Regions from separate parts of the Mus musculus genome. Here all the other regions are linked to region 1. The links are chromatin contacts, called in public promoter capture Hi-C maps. All regions are on one chromosome and are shown on one strand. The core of a region is the stretch at or near the end of the contact, and the rest is flanking DNA. Distances in the headings are between cores, read along the strand shown.

Evidence for each region. Capture Hi-C pulls out chosen DNA fragments and counts their contacts.
Region 2: a contact with region 1 is called in a promoter capture Hi-C map of adipose tissue. The contact joins the promoter of Bin3 here to the promoter of Slc39a14 in region 1. A contact is called at or near these places in 3 of 39 promoter capture datasets (cranial neural crest, frontonasal cranial neural crest and pre-B cells), 1 of 484 Hi-C or Micro-C datasets (double positive thymocytes), 2 of 115 datasets of contacts at active chromatin or transcription factors (bone marrow-derived macrophages and pancreatic cancer cells) and 1 of 9 other capture datasets (adipose tissue).
Region 3: a promoter capture Hi-C map of liver shows a contact between it and region 1. The contact joins the promoter of Pdlim2 here to the promoter of Slc39a14 in region 1. A contact is called at or near these places in 11 of 39 promoter capture datasets (the C10 cell line, the HPC-7 cell line, cranial neural crest and 7 more), 2 of 484 Hi-C or Micro-C datasets (nephron progenitors and uterus), 10 of 115 datasets of contacts at active chromatin or transcription factors (bone marrow-derived macrophages, craniofacial prominence, embryonic basal ganglia and 7 more) and 3 of 9 other capture datasets (adipose tissue, liver and pancreatic islet).
Region 4: a promoter capture Hi-C map of pancreatic islet shows a contact between it and region 1. The contact joins the promoter of Sorbs3 here to the promoter of Slc39a14 in region 1. A contact is called at or near these places in 22 of 39 promoter capture datasets (the 3T3-L1 cell line, 3T3-L1-derived adipocytes, the C10 cell line and 14 more), 2 of 15 datasets of contacts at CTCF or cohesin (large pre-B cells and pro-B cells), 9 of 484 Hi-C or Micro-C datasets (B cells, the HL-1 cell line, liver and 1 more), 14 of 115 datasets of contacts at active chromatin or transcription factors (the 230-238 cell line, bone marrow-derived dendritic cells, bone marrow-derived macrophages and 9 more) and 4 of 9 other capture datasets (adipose tissue, liver, macrophages and 1 more).

What each region holds. Positions count from the first base shown.
Region 1 is chr14:70,349,748-70,353,110 of GRCm38.p6, forward strand. It overlaps Slc39a14 (solute carrier family 39 (zinc transporter), member 14), which reads right to left and starts at 1,677. Exons shown (of 10, transcript NM_144808.4): 1 at 1,533-1,677.
Region 2 is chr14:70,098,485-70,101,847 of GRCm38.p6, forward strand. It overlaps Bin3 (bridging integrator 3), which reads left to right and starts at 1,609. Exons shown (of 9, transcript NM_021328.4): 1 at 1,609-1,712. The coding sequence starts at 1,705.
Region 3 is chr14:70,174,929-70,178,291 of GRCm38.p6, forward strand. It overlaps Pdlim2 (PDZ and LIM domain 2), which reads right to left and starts at 1,887. Exons shown (of 10, transcript NM_001253736.1): 1 at 1,751-1,887; 2 at 285-379. The coding sequence starts at 377.
Region 4 is chr14:70,206,037-70,209,399 of GRCm38.p6, forward strand. It overlaps Sorbs3 (sorbin and SH3 domain containing 3), which reads right to left and starts at 1,635. Exons shown (of 21, transcript NM_011366.3): 1 at 1,488-1,635. The coding sequence starts at 1,591. Gm26908 (a long non-coding RNA gene) reads left to right here. Exons shown (of 5, transcript XR_874791.3): 2 at 1-818; 3 at 1,552-1,976; 4 at 2,743-2,886.

The sequences.
Region 1 (3,363 bases), core at 427-2,926:
CTCGGGATAGATCTCCAGGAGCCTCTAACTCTCCTCTTGTCTACATGCAAGGCCAGTTACATAGGCTCTGCCACTTCTCAAGTCGGTTGGTTGCTTAGCCAGCTTCTGGGTTCTTTAATCCCTGTTTCTGCCTCTGCACTGTCCAGGTGAACCACAGAATGCCAGGTGTAGCAGCAAGAAGTGTTCTGCCAGGGTCCTTCTGGAAGAACCCATATCCTGGGTCAGTTCAGTGTCTCTAGTCACAATGATAAAACAGTCACACAAAGAGGACCCATACACGGCCTCCTGACTTTGAACCACTAGCAAAGAGCTCAACTAAGTCACCAATAGAAAGGGGACTAGATGGCTTTTAATTCTAGTTGTCAGAAGTTGTGATTCTGGACATGTTTCTGGCTGTTTGGCCAAGGAGGCACGTTGGAACCCCTCAGTGTTGAAGATTTGTTTTAATAGGTAAGGAGTACGGAATTGTACATCTTTTGGATAGACAATTCAGGCTGGTCTCAGTACTAACCTGAACCAGAATAGTGACCAGATAGTCACTCCGGAGCCAGTTTCTATCGTCCCCTAAAATCAGCACCTCCAGCAAATATATCTATCCCAATGACCAGGGGCTAAAAAGAGCTAATGCTACAATTCCAAAGCCAGGTTACTTCACGAAGAGGGGCCTGCCAAAGTGCTCCTGCCTCTATCCTTCCATTTAGGCCACAGGAAAGCACTCCACCCCTCACCAAACCAAACTGAGAGTTCTCTTGAACGCACAAGCCATGTAACTATTTAGACTACAGATCAGCTTAGAATCTAGGCCCCGGGGTGACAGAAGATTCTTAAAGCTGAACCCACAACCCAGAGAGGCAATTTTCCGGCTTAGAATCTACCTCAGGATCACAAGGTGAGTCTGATGGCTACTTTAGCTATAGCTTTAAAACTCTAAGAGGGAGCAGCCGGTAACCAGACCACCTAATTTGGTCAGTCCCAACCTAAGTGAGCCCAAGAGGCATCGCTGCCGTTAGTCAGGGGAGAATTCAGCGCGGTGCCACCCTTGCGGTTATCCACTCCTGCCCAAGCCAACCAGAAGAATCGGGCATCACTCTCCAGCCGGAGGGTGGTCTGGCGTGGGGCAGGGAGAAGGACACATAGGTTCCTGGGATGCAAGATCCAGACACCAGAGCCCCCGAGCAGCCGCCACCGCAGAGCATCTGATCTACCCATCTACTCCGCTTCCTCTGCGCTCTGTGTCCTGGGGCTCTAGAAAGCTCATCTCAGCCTTTCTGAGCAGCTATCGACCTCCCCGGCGTCCTTCTCTGGTTCACACATCCCGGGCCCTGCAGCTGAAGGGACAGCGCAGTGACCTCCTTCTCCTCGCCACCGTGGCACGGCAATCAGGTGCTACCAGGACTGGGCTCAGGGAGTGCGCGGCCTCCCGAAAAGACTCTGGGTCCTCGGCGTGCCGGTGTCTCCAACCCCCACCCGGTGTCCCCCCTAACCCGGAGGCGCCCGACTTCCCATCCTGCCTGCGCCCGGTCCGTCCTCACCTGAAGTCCTCCAGCCGGCAGTCGGGCCCACGCAGCCTCACTATCCAGGGCCCCCCCCCCAAGGCAGCGGGCGACACAGCTACTGAGTGGGTGCGTCCCCGCCAACAGCCACGCGCCCCCTCTCTACGTCCGGCCCCCGCCGCATGCGCATGCCCGGCCATATACCCTGCGCGTCACCGCTGGGCCCGCCCCCGCCTGCTGCCCCGCCCCGCTCCCCCGGGCCTGCCACGTGGGACCGCCAGCTAACAGCGTCGTTACCCTGGCCAACCTGGTCCTCCAGCGTTGTGCATCCCCGGCTCGCATCCTAGCTCTCTCTAGCTTCATCCACCCTTCCTTGATGAATTCCATCCTTGACTCACGGAGGCCCTGCAGGCTCCGCTATTCTCTGGAAACCTCCCATCTGTCCTTCCTAGCCCCTTTTGTGGGAAACTCACAGCGTGACCTTCCATCCTGTCGCTCCTGAGGGAGAGTGCCCCTCTCTTGGTAGACATTTGTGGTTTTAACACTGTTGATGAATCTAAGAGACTTTTCTGTTTTCTCCAATTCTAAAATATTCTGTAAGCAGGATGGAGCGCTTCATAAACTGCTTTTTTTTTTTTTTTTTTTGCCTACCCCAGCCAACCAAAAGAATTAAAATAACTTGTAACGATCCAAATAAAAGATCATATTCATTTTTTTTCAGAGTTTCGCACCTCTTTCTCACAGTTAATCAGATTCCTAAGGAGCGAGGTCAAGCCTTAGGTTTTGTTTGTCCTGGGAGGGAGTCTCTTCCGCTGTAGGAAGGGCCTATTGTGTTGGATACTGAGCCTTGTATATGCAAATTTCTTGAGAAAAATAAACCACCCACTAAACTCTTATTGTTCTATTCAGCTGGATATTAGGATTATTTCCTCTATCGCTTAACCAACTGTCACCTGGGGCAGGGAGGGCCCCATGGAAGAACCTCAAGTGGCACTGGAACCAGTGAATGGCGGGGGTTTCTGTTCTAGCACAGGGAGTGTGTCCAGCTGGCTGTGGTATCTCTAGATTTGTTCAATAGAGAGATGGCATCTAAGTGCTGGGGAAAGTTCCCTCAAAAAGGAAGTGATAGGAGTAGAACTCCATGTCCCTAGAACAGGTGGCAGGAAGAACTCAGCTCAATGGCAGCTTGCTCTTGCGGGCTGGCTAGAGCACCAGAGTGTGGGGCTGGGGGTTGGTGAGGTAATAGCCAATCCTGGTGGTGCACACCTATAATCTCAGCTACTCTAGAGCCAGAAGGATCTCAAGTTCAAGGCCAGCTGGGGCAATTTAGTGAGCTCCTTTCTCAAAAGGTAAAAGGGGGATTTTTGGTTCAGTGTATGCTTAGACCGCACCAAAGCCATGAGTTCGAGGCCAGCAACCGGTTCTGGTAATGCTCACCTGTAATTCAGCACTGGAGAAGTGGGGACAAGTATCACAAGTTCAAAGTCAGCCTTGGGCCCCTTAATGAATTTGAGACCATGCCTGAACTACCTGAGACCCTTTCTGTAAATTAATAGTGAATGCTTTGCCTAGTGTATGCAAGGTCTTAAGTTTAAAAGATATAAAACTACTGAGGCCACTCAGACTCTTCTGGCCACTCTGTTTTTCTGAAATTCAATTATCTTTACTCTGTAATTACAGTACTCCAATGAGTAAGAGGGAGACCCTGTGATGGTCCTCTCATTTACTTTCTGAGTAATTTTGAGGTAATGATAGCTCTTGCAGAATTGCCTCCCGGGCCCCTGCAACTCTATAATAATGCTGAATATTTGCCTTGGTTAAAGTTACAGTGTTTTTCAGACATTATGTCACCCACTTAAGACTCCAAAGC
Region 2 (3,363 bases), core at 359-2,858, 250 kb before region 1:
GAGGTTGAGAACTAATATAACAGTGCACTTGGAAATTGACTGAGAGGGGATTCATCAGCAGTATTATCCATCCCCACTTCTGATAGATGAGGAGTCAAGGCCCAGAGAAGGGACATGATTTTTGTGAAATTGATCATGCTGCCAAAGATGGGACTAGAGCCCTGAGTTCTTCCCTTGGTCCAGATCTCATCCATTCTTGTCCTGCAAAATGTGTCAGCTACTCCAACCAACAGCCCCCAAACAGACTTCTCTCGATATACACAGTCCTAGGCTAGAACTTTTGAAAATATTGCTCACCACAGACGATGTCTGAGGGAGGCTGAGTATGGGGCAGGGGGAAATGGGGCAGAGCCATCCACAAGTGCTGGAACACCAAGAGACTCACAATCACACAGTGTTTCCATTCATCTCACCCCATACAAAGCTGCAAGACTCTCCCAACCCATGCTCTCTGCCTCAGCTGTTTGTCAAGGATTCTGGGTCTTCTATTCTCTTCAAGACCACTCCTTTGCTCCTGCTTACTTATTTCCTGAAGAAATAGCATGGTGATGGTCTGTGACATGTCTTGAGGGAGCCACCTCCTATTGGAAAGCCTTTTTAAAACTAAAAGCCATCCCTTGTTCCTCCTCCTCTGAGCCCCTGGGCCCTGGGAATTTGGGACACGTTGTATATACCTCTGCTCTAGGTCATAGGGACTTAGCTGCTCCCCTGGCTGTGCCTACAACCCTCCAGGTACATTTGAAGAAAGCGAAGTCCTAGAGAGGTCAGGAGAGAGGATTGGAACGGTTCTCTCTGCTTGAGTTTCTGGCTTCTAAAGCAGGAACTTGGGCAGAGAAACTCGGTTCAGCGTATAACTCTAGGTAGTTTGTGGTACACTGGGGCTCTGAATTCTGAGGCCCAATGCAAGCTGTTTGCTTAGATCTTATTCTTCTAAAACCCCATGCACAGCTCCAGGGGCCCCTAACAGCCTGTCCAGCAACTTGTTAGGATTTTTCCTAACATTGCCGAGGCCTTCTACTCCTGTTGTTGTTGTTTTGTTTGCTAGGCTTTGGTGTATTGTTTTCTCTTAAGACTGGATTGATTGTGAAGCCCAGATGGGCCATGTTGTCAACATTAGCCTCGAACTCATGACCTCTCCCTGCCTCAACCTCCAGAATTCGGGGATTGCAGATACCTGTCTGTCATCACACCGGGCTTTCTGAATCTTCCCTCATTGAATAGCTTCACAGACTAGTCCACCCTGAAAAGCACTTAACTCTGTTTCCATTCGAACCCCGAACCTTCTTGAAGAGGGGGGAGGGGACCCAGGTGATGTAGGTGAGACATGCAACATTTTCAATACGAAAGTGTGTAGAGCAAAGCGCAAGCTTCCCGTCTACTGTGTCTCCTCTAGCTCCTTCCCCTGTCGCCGCTTGTGTCTCCGAGTTAGAAACCCCATATCAGACAGAAACTGCAGCCCGTGATGGGTTCTACGCACAGAGCCTTAAAAGCAGGGCCGGAGCGCAACCACGTCCCGCAAAGAAAGTCCGCCTCAAACAACAAGAGAACAAAGTGTTAACGCGTGGGCCCGCCTCCCTCCCGCCTCTTCCGGGCATAAGGGGGCGTGTCCCTCATCACTTCCTGGAGACTGGCCGAATCCGGAAGTGATCCTCGAGAACCTACTTTTCTACCGAGGACCCCGGCAGTCGGCGTGGGTTTAGGACCATGAGCTGGTGAGTGAGGCCGGGTGGCGTCGGCTGGAGCCAGGGCGGCCCGACAGCCCTGCTCCTAAGCGGTTCCGGGAGCCTCCTCGGTGCTCTCCCGGAGGCTCCATCTCTCGGCCAGACTCCCGAGGAGGATCCCTTAGCCTTGGACCCGCGTCTGATCCCTGTTGCCTGCCCTTTCTCCCATCGCATTTCCTTTCACCTCCTTGGCGTGAGGAGTCCCTCTTCCCTCTTCTCTCAGCTATCCATTGAGGTGGAGTCAGTGTCCTCCTTCGCTCCCGTGGGCATCTCTACACCGCGCTTATCTGCTCCGGAGCTGTGTTGCTCATTGAGGCAGACTAGGCACAGTTCTGTGACCAAAATCCAGCTGCTTTCAGACAACTGGAATAACATCACCTAACAGTGCCTCAAAAGACGAAATTCTTTTTAAAAATGTAAAAGTTGATTCTCACATGGGAAGGATCAGAATTGCACCACACACACACACACACACACACACACACACACACACATTTAATGTGTGATTGGACTGTTTGAATCTTTCCAGGGCTGTGACCCCACTGCCCTCTCTCTAAGATAGACATAGCTTAAACTTTATGGGGATCGTCAAACCAAGGAGCCATAGAGCTGGAATGTCACAGCTGCAGATGGGGGTGGGGGGAGCTCACGGTGGATACTTCCTGTTTGTGATTAGCCTAATGTGGAAGGTCCTCTTTCCCCAAAAGCTGGTCCTTAATTGTTGCTCTGGGGTTTTTGTTTTTGTTTTTACGTGCAGATGAAAAGTCATAAATTTTCTGTCTTCCTAGGGCTTCTTTAAAGGCTGTCAATGTCTTTACCATTAGGCCCAAGAGCCTGTGTGTCCATGGTCCCCACTCAAACTCCTAACTGTTTACAATGCATTTGTATGAATAAATTGGCCTCCAAGGAAGTATGAGATTAATCAGCCCTCTTTAGATCCCAAGGTGCATTAATGTAGGGGGCTGGACTTGCTCAGAGCCCAGTCTGTTATGCAAAATAAGTGCATGATAATCAGCTATGAATGAATGAAATTAGCTAGACACCCTCTGAGAAGGCTTTCACACTTGACCACCAGTGGAGACCAAGCTTTCGCCACAAGCAGCTAATGTCAGTCAATGTCAAGGATAGCTTTCTAATGTACAGTGTAAACCACTTCTGCCCCTTCCTCCACCTGCTTCTCAGACTGAGGTTAATTGGTGGACAAATGTCAGACAGCTGGAGAAGCAGGGAACAGAACACACACACACACACACACACACACACACCCGCGAAGCTCTAATAAGCCTCAGCAGGAGATACTCATTTCCCCTCAACCTCTTCCTCCAAGAGGCCCACAGAAAGCTGGAACCCCTAAAAGCTAACTTCCCCATCTTGTTACAGCTTAGCTAGTGACAGGTCAAGGGGCACTTCCTCAGTTCCCTTTGCTAAAGGGAAATCTCCTGAAGCAGAGTCGTTTCTTTTAAGCATCAGTCTGTGTACCTCCAGCTTCATGATGCTAGAAGTCATCTTGGTTTATGCACCTTGAATCTTTGAATCTCTCTTGCCTAATTTTTAAAAATAAAAAAGAAAGTATAGGTGCTTTCCGTTTAGACTGACATTTCTATTTTAAAAAAAAAAAATAGAATAAGTGGAACAGAGGCCA
Region 3 (3,363 bases), core at 637-3,136, 170 kb before region 1:
GAAGCACCTGCCCTGTGTAACTACCCTAAATGGCTGCCGGCAGGTGTGAGGGTTGAGACTTAGGGCAAAGGGCAGGCCCTGTCCTTGGTCCCCTTCCTTTCATCTTCTAATGGCCCTCCTAAAGGAGCCCTCACATACTCATGCCACAAAGCACAACTGTTCCCCTGGCCAACATTGCCCCAGAAGACTCCAGGCTCCAGAACAAATTGGGGAAAGTACCCGTGGGGAACAAGACCCCCTTTCAGGGGGTAGCTAGCTCCTTATCTCCTAAAAACAGCCCTTACCTTGGTCACAATGATGGGTGTGTGGAAATCTCTGCCCCCGCTAATTCGGAAGCCCCAAGGTGCTGGTCCTGCCACATCCACAGTCAACGCCATGCCTGAGGAAGAGAAGACTGGGAGGTGGGGCCCACTTCCACAGTACACCCCAAAGCAAAGGGAGAAGACGGTGGCTGGTCTCAGAGCAGCCCAGCAGGGCCTGGGCCTGGCGGGTGGTGACAGAGGAAGTGACTAAGTCCCTCCCTCTTCTAAGAGTTTCACTTCCCCCCACCCTGGGAGGCCTTGAAGACTCTGAGTTCCCCCTTCTAGGGTCTTCAGACTAGTAGATCCCCTAAGACAGGCAGCAGTCCCACTGACAAGAGGTCAGACTTCCATACAAGTGCTTGGTGGAGAACTGTGGGAAGGAATTAGCAGGTGGTAGGAGTGAACGCACCCCGCACCCCTTCACTACCTGTTTCCTGTTCCCTAAACGAAGAGCACAAAATACTTTCTACACTCTGTATAGAGTATACAGGAGGACAGCAAGCCTCAGGATAGCCCCACCAGACAGCAAGAAGTTAGCAGAGGCTGGGGCTGGCAGGTGTCAGACTAAGGTCTTCAGAGGGGCTACCTGGCTCCCTGCCTGACCCCAACAGCTGGGTTCAGATGAACAAGAGGAAGCTTGCTACCTCCTCTAGGGGCCTGCTGCACCCTAGTGAGCAGCCTGAGAAAGGAGGCCAAGGCTCATCTGCCAAGGGAAGCACACCCACACCCACAGCCACCCTGGTACTGGCCAGCAGGGCAAGTTCATGATGCTGCCAGTTTGGCCACAAACTTCTCATCCACAGCCCCCGCTGACCCACAAGGGAGTGTCCTTGTGGACCAGGCCCTCCTAGGATTTCCTGAGCCTCTAGATCTGGAGCCAGGAGCCAACCCAGGCAGGAAGCTGCAATGCCAGCCTGGGCACCACCCAGCCCAGCACCCATCCTCAGGCTGTCCCTGGGGAGATATGGGTCAGCAAGTATGTCCAATATCTCAAGAACATCAAGGCCTGGGGGGAGGGGGAGGCTGTCCAGGCCAGCAGTCCGACTGTCTTGTCCCCCAGGCAACTGGCTTTGCCTTTCACCCAGGCCCAGCCACGGTGTCCCAGGCTGATCACAGAAAGACTGAAAACGCCCTGAGATTCTCAGACCTTTGAGCCGACCAGTGGACTCAGTGAACTGCCTAGCTGTCAGTCTGGCTGTCCCCAGTACCAGTTCTCAAGCTTGCTTCCCAACAAGTCCAAAATACCCCGGGGCGGAGGGGGTTGGGGGTGGGACTGGGACTGGGACTAGAGGACGAGTGTCTGGGTCAGGGGAGAACCCAAGCCAAGGGGTATCCAGGTCGAAGAGAAGTTTCAGGGAAAAGGGGCTTTGGGCCGAGGGTAGGGTCCGGTGAGGAGGAGATCGCCGAGGGCGGTGGCCCGCGGAGGGTGCAGGTGGGCGCGCGCTCACCTGGCTGCCGCTTGCCTGTCGGGCTGGGCGGTCAGGCCAGCCAGGAAAGGGAAGGAGGGAGGGAAGAACGGAGGGAGTAAGGACGAGGAGCCGCCGCCGTTCCACCGCAGCCGTCTGTCCGACTCTAGGGAGAGCTCGCCCGGGGCTCCCAGACCTGCCTCCGCCCATGTGATCCCGGGGCCGCCCCTGCCGCCGCCCCTGGCCCGGGAAGCCGCCTCCTCTGCGCTGCCGAGCCGGGGCGCCGCCACCTGGCCCGCGCCTTGTGGGGGAGCTGGAAGTGGGCGAGCGAGAAGAGCAGACCCTCCTGAAAACCGCCTCTAGACTGAGACCCTTCCGAGGTGTCCACATCCTCCGGACTGTCCCTAAGCACAGGGGGTCGGTTCAAATGACAAACCATCCCCACGGTGCGCAGTATACAGAGACTGCGTCCCACCCCACAATAGGAAAGGATCCCTCGATGTCGCGGTCCCCAGACCTCTGTCAGACAACCGCTGGCTTGATGGACCTGTCTGTGGTCCATCCGATTCTTCTGCCCACTCCTGGCTCCGATGTTGGAGCAGATACAGTCCCGATACCCACACATCTCAAGCCTGGGCCACACCTCCACCCTCCTATCTCTTCCCAGACAGATGCCCCTGGCTTTGTACTGCCAGCGCAGTGACTTAGCCCCAGATACCCCCGCAAGCCTGCCCTGAGCAGGGAGACATGCCCAGACCCAGAGGAGATAGAGAGCACTTGGCAGGGTCATCAGGCACCTCCTCTCCCACCATTCTGCCTGGCATGGGCCAGCTCTAAGCACTACGGAGGACCCTGTCTGCCCAATTCCTATGCCAGACTCCATGACTCAGGGCAACGGTGTGGAGGTGGGGAGAGCAGGTGTAGGCCCAGGAAGGAGGAGCCATCTGACCAGAGGGTCCCCCAGAGCTATACCTGGCAACTCTTGCCCTGGGGAGTTGAGAGCCCACGCAGCTGCCTCCTGCCTCTTCAGTTGCTCTTACAACTTGGCACAGCGTAGAGCACACCTGTGGACCCAGCTGTAACCTGCCTGCCTCGGGTGTGAGTCATTCTCTCCGAGTTCCCCAAGAGAATTGCCCTCGCCACCCTCACCATCCTCCTCACCTACGACGCGCATCGGTGTGGCTCAGAGTCTCTGCACTTCCCAGCCAGCCAGGTTGCCTCCCTGGCCCCACCTCCCACAGTCTCTCCTTGGGCAGGTAAATGGCTCTACCACAGACTAATTCCAGGGGCCTCCAAGAGGGGCCCCTTGTCTGCTGCACCTGCTCTCCCTCCGCAGCTAGTTTGGAAGCCTTTTATGTTTGTTTGGTTTGGTGCTGGGGATTGAAGACAGGGCCCCAGATCTGTACGTATTCTCCCTTTTAAGCTCTACCCTCAGTTCCCTGAAAACCTCTTGAGCAGCCCTCGGGTAGGGCAGGCACTGCCTGGGGTTCACACTGTCCGATCCTCGAGTGTCATGGCTTCCTTTAACTGTGTGTGTGGTGTTGCGTGGTGTGCTGTTTACTTTTTGTCGACTTGATACAAACTAGAGTTCTGTGGAAAGAGGGAATCTCACCTCACCGGGCAATTGCTTCCCTCAGACTGTCTTGTGGGCGTGG
Region 4 (3,363 bases), core at 385-2,884, 140 kb before region 1:
TATGCTGGAGTAAAGTGGAGATGCCTGCTACTCCCTCACTCACTCCCGCGAGTGCCCTCTGTCCGGCGACGCGCCACGGGAACACTGTGGCCCCTTGCCCAAGGGGCCGGGCTGTCCAGGAGGCGGTGCCGGGAGGGGCCACCGAGGGTCCCCCGGGAGCCCGCTGGGTTTCCCAGATGCCTTCCCCGGCCCCCACCGCAAAGCTGGAGTCAGAAAGGGGCGGGAGGGCTGGCGGGGGCCACTCAGAGTTTCCAGCGACATTTCCAGGGTGTGGGAAGCGAGCTGCTCCACAAGAGCCAGGACACAGGGCAGGAGTGATTAACCGAATGGTCCCTGAGTGCCAGAGCCCGGGTGGGGCCGGAATTAGATACGCAGCCCTCGGCCTTGGAGAGGCAGGAGACAGGCCCGGAGGCAGACAGGCTGGGACCGAGATAAGTCACGGTGGCCCAGGAACAAGGCAACACCCGCTTGGGGAGAGAGAGTTCATGCTTGTTAGACCTAAGCGCACTGACCAGGCGTTTGCAAACACTCGTGTACTGGCAAACGTGAGGATGCTCACACACACGTGCAAAGTTTGGGGGAGGGAATCGACCGGCTCCCTGGACGTGCCACAGCATTGAAGAGGATAAGGGTGGGGCCCTTTGGGCGGGGATGAGGTTAAGAGGGTCTTGGTGTTCCCATTCACCGTATTTGTTTTGATCCTGCTTTTCCGCTGTTCCTACAGTGCTGACTGCTGACGCAGATCTGAAGGACACCGCCCACTGGCTCCCCATTCTCTCTGGCCCTCCCTCCTCCCCTCCTCGTCCAGTCTTCTGCTGGTAGGTGCCAGGGCAAATGTTTACTGACAATGGAAACCCTGGAGTACTCCTAGCCTAGGATTCACTGCGAACCCAAGTCCCCAACAAATCAACCGGTAAAAAAAACGGTTTCTGGTCCACTGCTGAGTATGGTAAATGACACCTACTGCCTTTTAATTGGTGCCTGAGCCACCTGGAGTTAGTGTTTCCCAGGACATCACAGCCCCTAGCACGCTCACCTCTTATTAGCTTCACATTTTCCCAGTTGTGGGGGAAGAACTGTTTGTGGTGCCCGCAAACAAAACCCACCCCCACCTCCCGGGAAACTTAGGTCAAGGACAGCTCAAGAGATGAGCGTGCCAGAGCTCCCATGAGTGGGGAGTCTTCAGGAAGCAGTTTCATAGGCTTCCAGAGATGTAAACCTGCTAACAGGGCTCTGATTCGCATACGTGAGGTGTTTTTAACGGATGTAGGTATTACACAGTACACGGTGTTTGTGGGAGGGGCGGAGGTAGGAAAGCTGAAGGGAGAGAGATGGAGGAGTGGAGGAGCTCTGAGACCCTCTTTGAGGTCAGGCAGCTGTACACAGCCTCTCTGCCACTTGATTATCCACCCATTCCAGGGAAGCAGCCTCCCCCTCCCCCAGGGGATTAAAAGTACTACCCATGTCCCTCTTTAAAGTTTTCCCACCTGTTAGGGTCCTTGGGACTAAGAAGGGCTACATCACTTTCATTGTCTTCTTTGTTGTTCAAAGACGAAGCTGAAGATCTTCCCACTCCAAGAATCCTGGCCATCCCCCTTCACCAGCAGTGAACTTCTTAGGCTCTAAGGCTCTGACCTGGACTCCAAGATAAATATTTAATGTAGAGGGTGCCGCTGAGCTGCCGAAGGTCCCAACTTCCTGTTTCTCACAAGAGAAGGCACAGTGTGGGCAAGGGAGCTGAGGACTGGCTACCAGTCCCATCTCTATGGGGATGGGGAGTCTAGTAAACAGTCTTGGAGGATGTAGGTTGGGAGGAACGGGGAGGGTGGCAATGGAGGGCTGAACTGCTGCAGCTCTGCTTTGTCAGTCAGGCCGGGGCTGGCTCGCCACCTCTCAGGTTGGAGCTCACTGTGTTCACAAGTATTCGGATGGCTTTACAAAACACGGAGGCACGAGGCGCTAGGACCGCAGGGCAGGTAAGTCCAAGGAAACTTAAATAATCTCCTGCCCTCTTTTCTGCCCAGATTTAGGGAGAATTCTTCCTCTTTTAAGAAGATTAGGGAGAAAAATGTAGCAAGAATTCAGAGACTGGACTTAGAGAGCCAGGTGTCTGGTTTCCTGACCCCTCCCCCTAGCTGTAGCTGGCTGCTGCCTGCCTGCCTCACCCTGAGTAGCTTCCAGTGGCACATTAGAGCCAGGTAACATTGTCCCAGATAGTGCAGCCCTGGTCAGTATGCCATGCTCTGTCTCCTGCACACCCTTCTGCTCAAGAGGGACCTCCTTCCCTAGTAGTCGGCTGCCTGCACCCCTCCAGCATGGCCTTGGGTCAAGGACTGCCATGGTTGCCACAGCCACCTGAGCCCATGTAAACACAGTTACGTAACTGCTCTGTTTTTTCTAGCTATCTGATCCCAGTCACCAGGAGCCCCACCCAGCCCCAGGCAGCCAATTCTGTCCTATGCACATTCCCCCACCCCTCAGCCCCATAGTCCTCTTGTCCTCCGCCACCAACTCAAAGTACCATTAGTCAAGTGACTACCAATTAGTCTCAATCACAATTAGTGTCCAGGACAGTCTAGCATTTGGATGAGACACTGACATCTCTGCTGCAGGCCTGACCTTCCTGTTCGGTAGAAAGGCACCGGCTAGTTCCTTCCCTAGGACAAACTTCAGTACATTCTTGAGGTAGGCTTTCATGTCCTTTTTGGTTTGTGCTCTTAGAAGAGTGTTCTCTTTCTACAGATCAGAAGGGAGTAGCCAAGAACACACGGACTCTTCTAGAGTCCGTAACCAACCCAGCAGTGAGGAGCTGAAGCCAAGTCACCATAGATATACTAGCACAGATCTCGACTCTGTTTCATCCCTGGGGCCATCTCCTGATTCCAGGTCTGGCAGTACTGCCAACTAAGCTCTATCAATGGGCCCACCTATGCCAATCACTCATGAGAACAGGGGCAAGCAAGGGAGGGAAGTGAAATGACCCACTTTGGGGCTCCAAGGGCCCTCTTACACACTGGTCTATCTGGAAGTCTGAGGTTTTTTTTTGGGGGGGGGGAGGGGGTTAGTCACTGCAAAGTGAAGGAACTCTAAGGGAAGCAACAACAATAAAAAAACACAGGGCAGGTCAAGGCAGGTCAATGTCAGACCTGGAAGCAAGGACAGGTATGTAAAACCCCACAAGAACAAGAGCCTGGAGATTTCAGGCCTGCTTTGAGCAAATATTTTCATAGCACACATATCATGGGCATCTCATGTTTCCTGGCATCTAAACCCCAAAGGCAGTGAAAAGAATCAGTTCCTGCCCAGTTTATCCAGTCTGTCCTCCAGGAGGCCTGGACACTGACTGACATCACATCCACCATG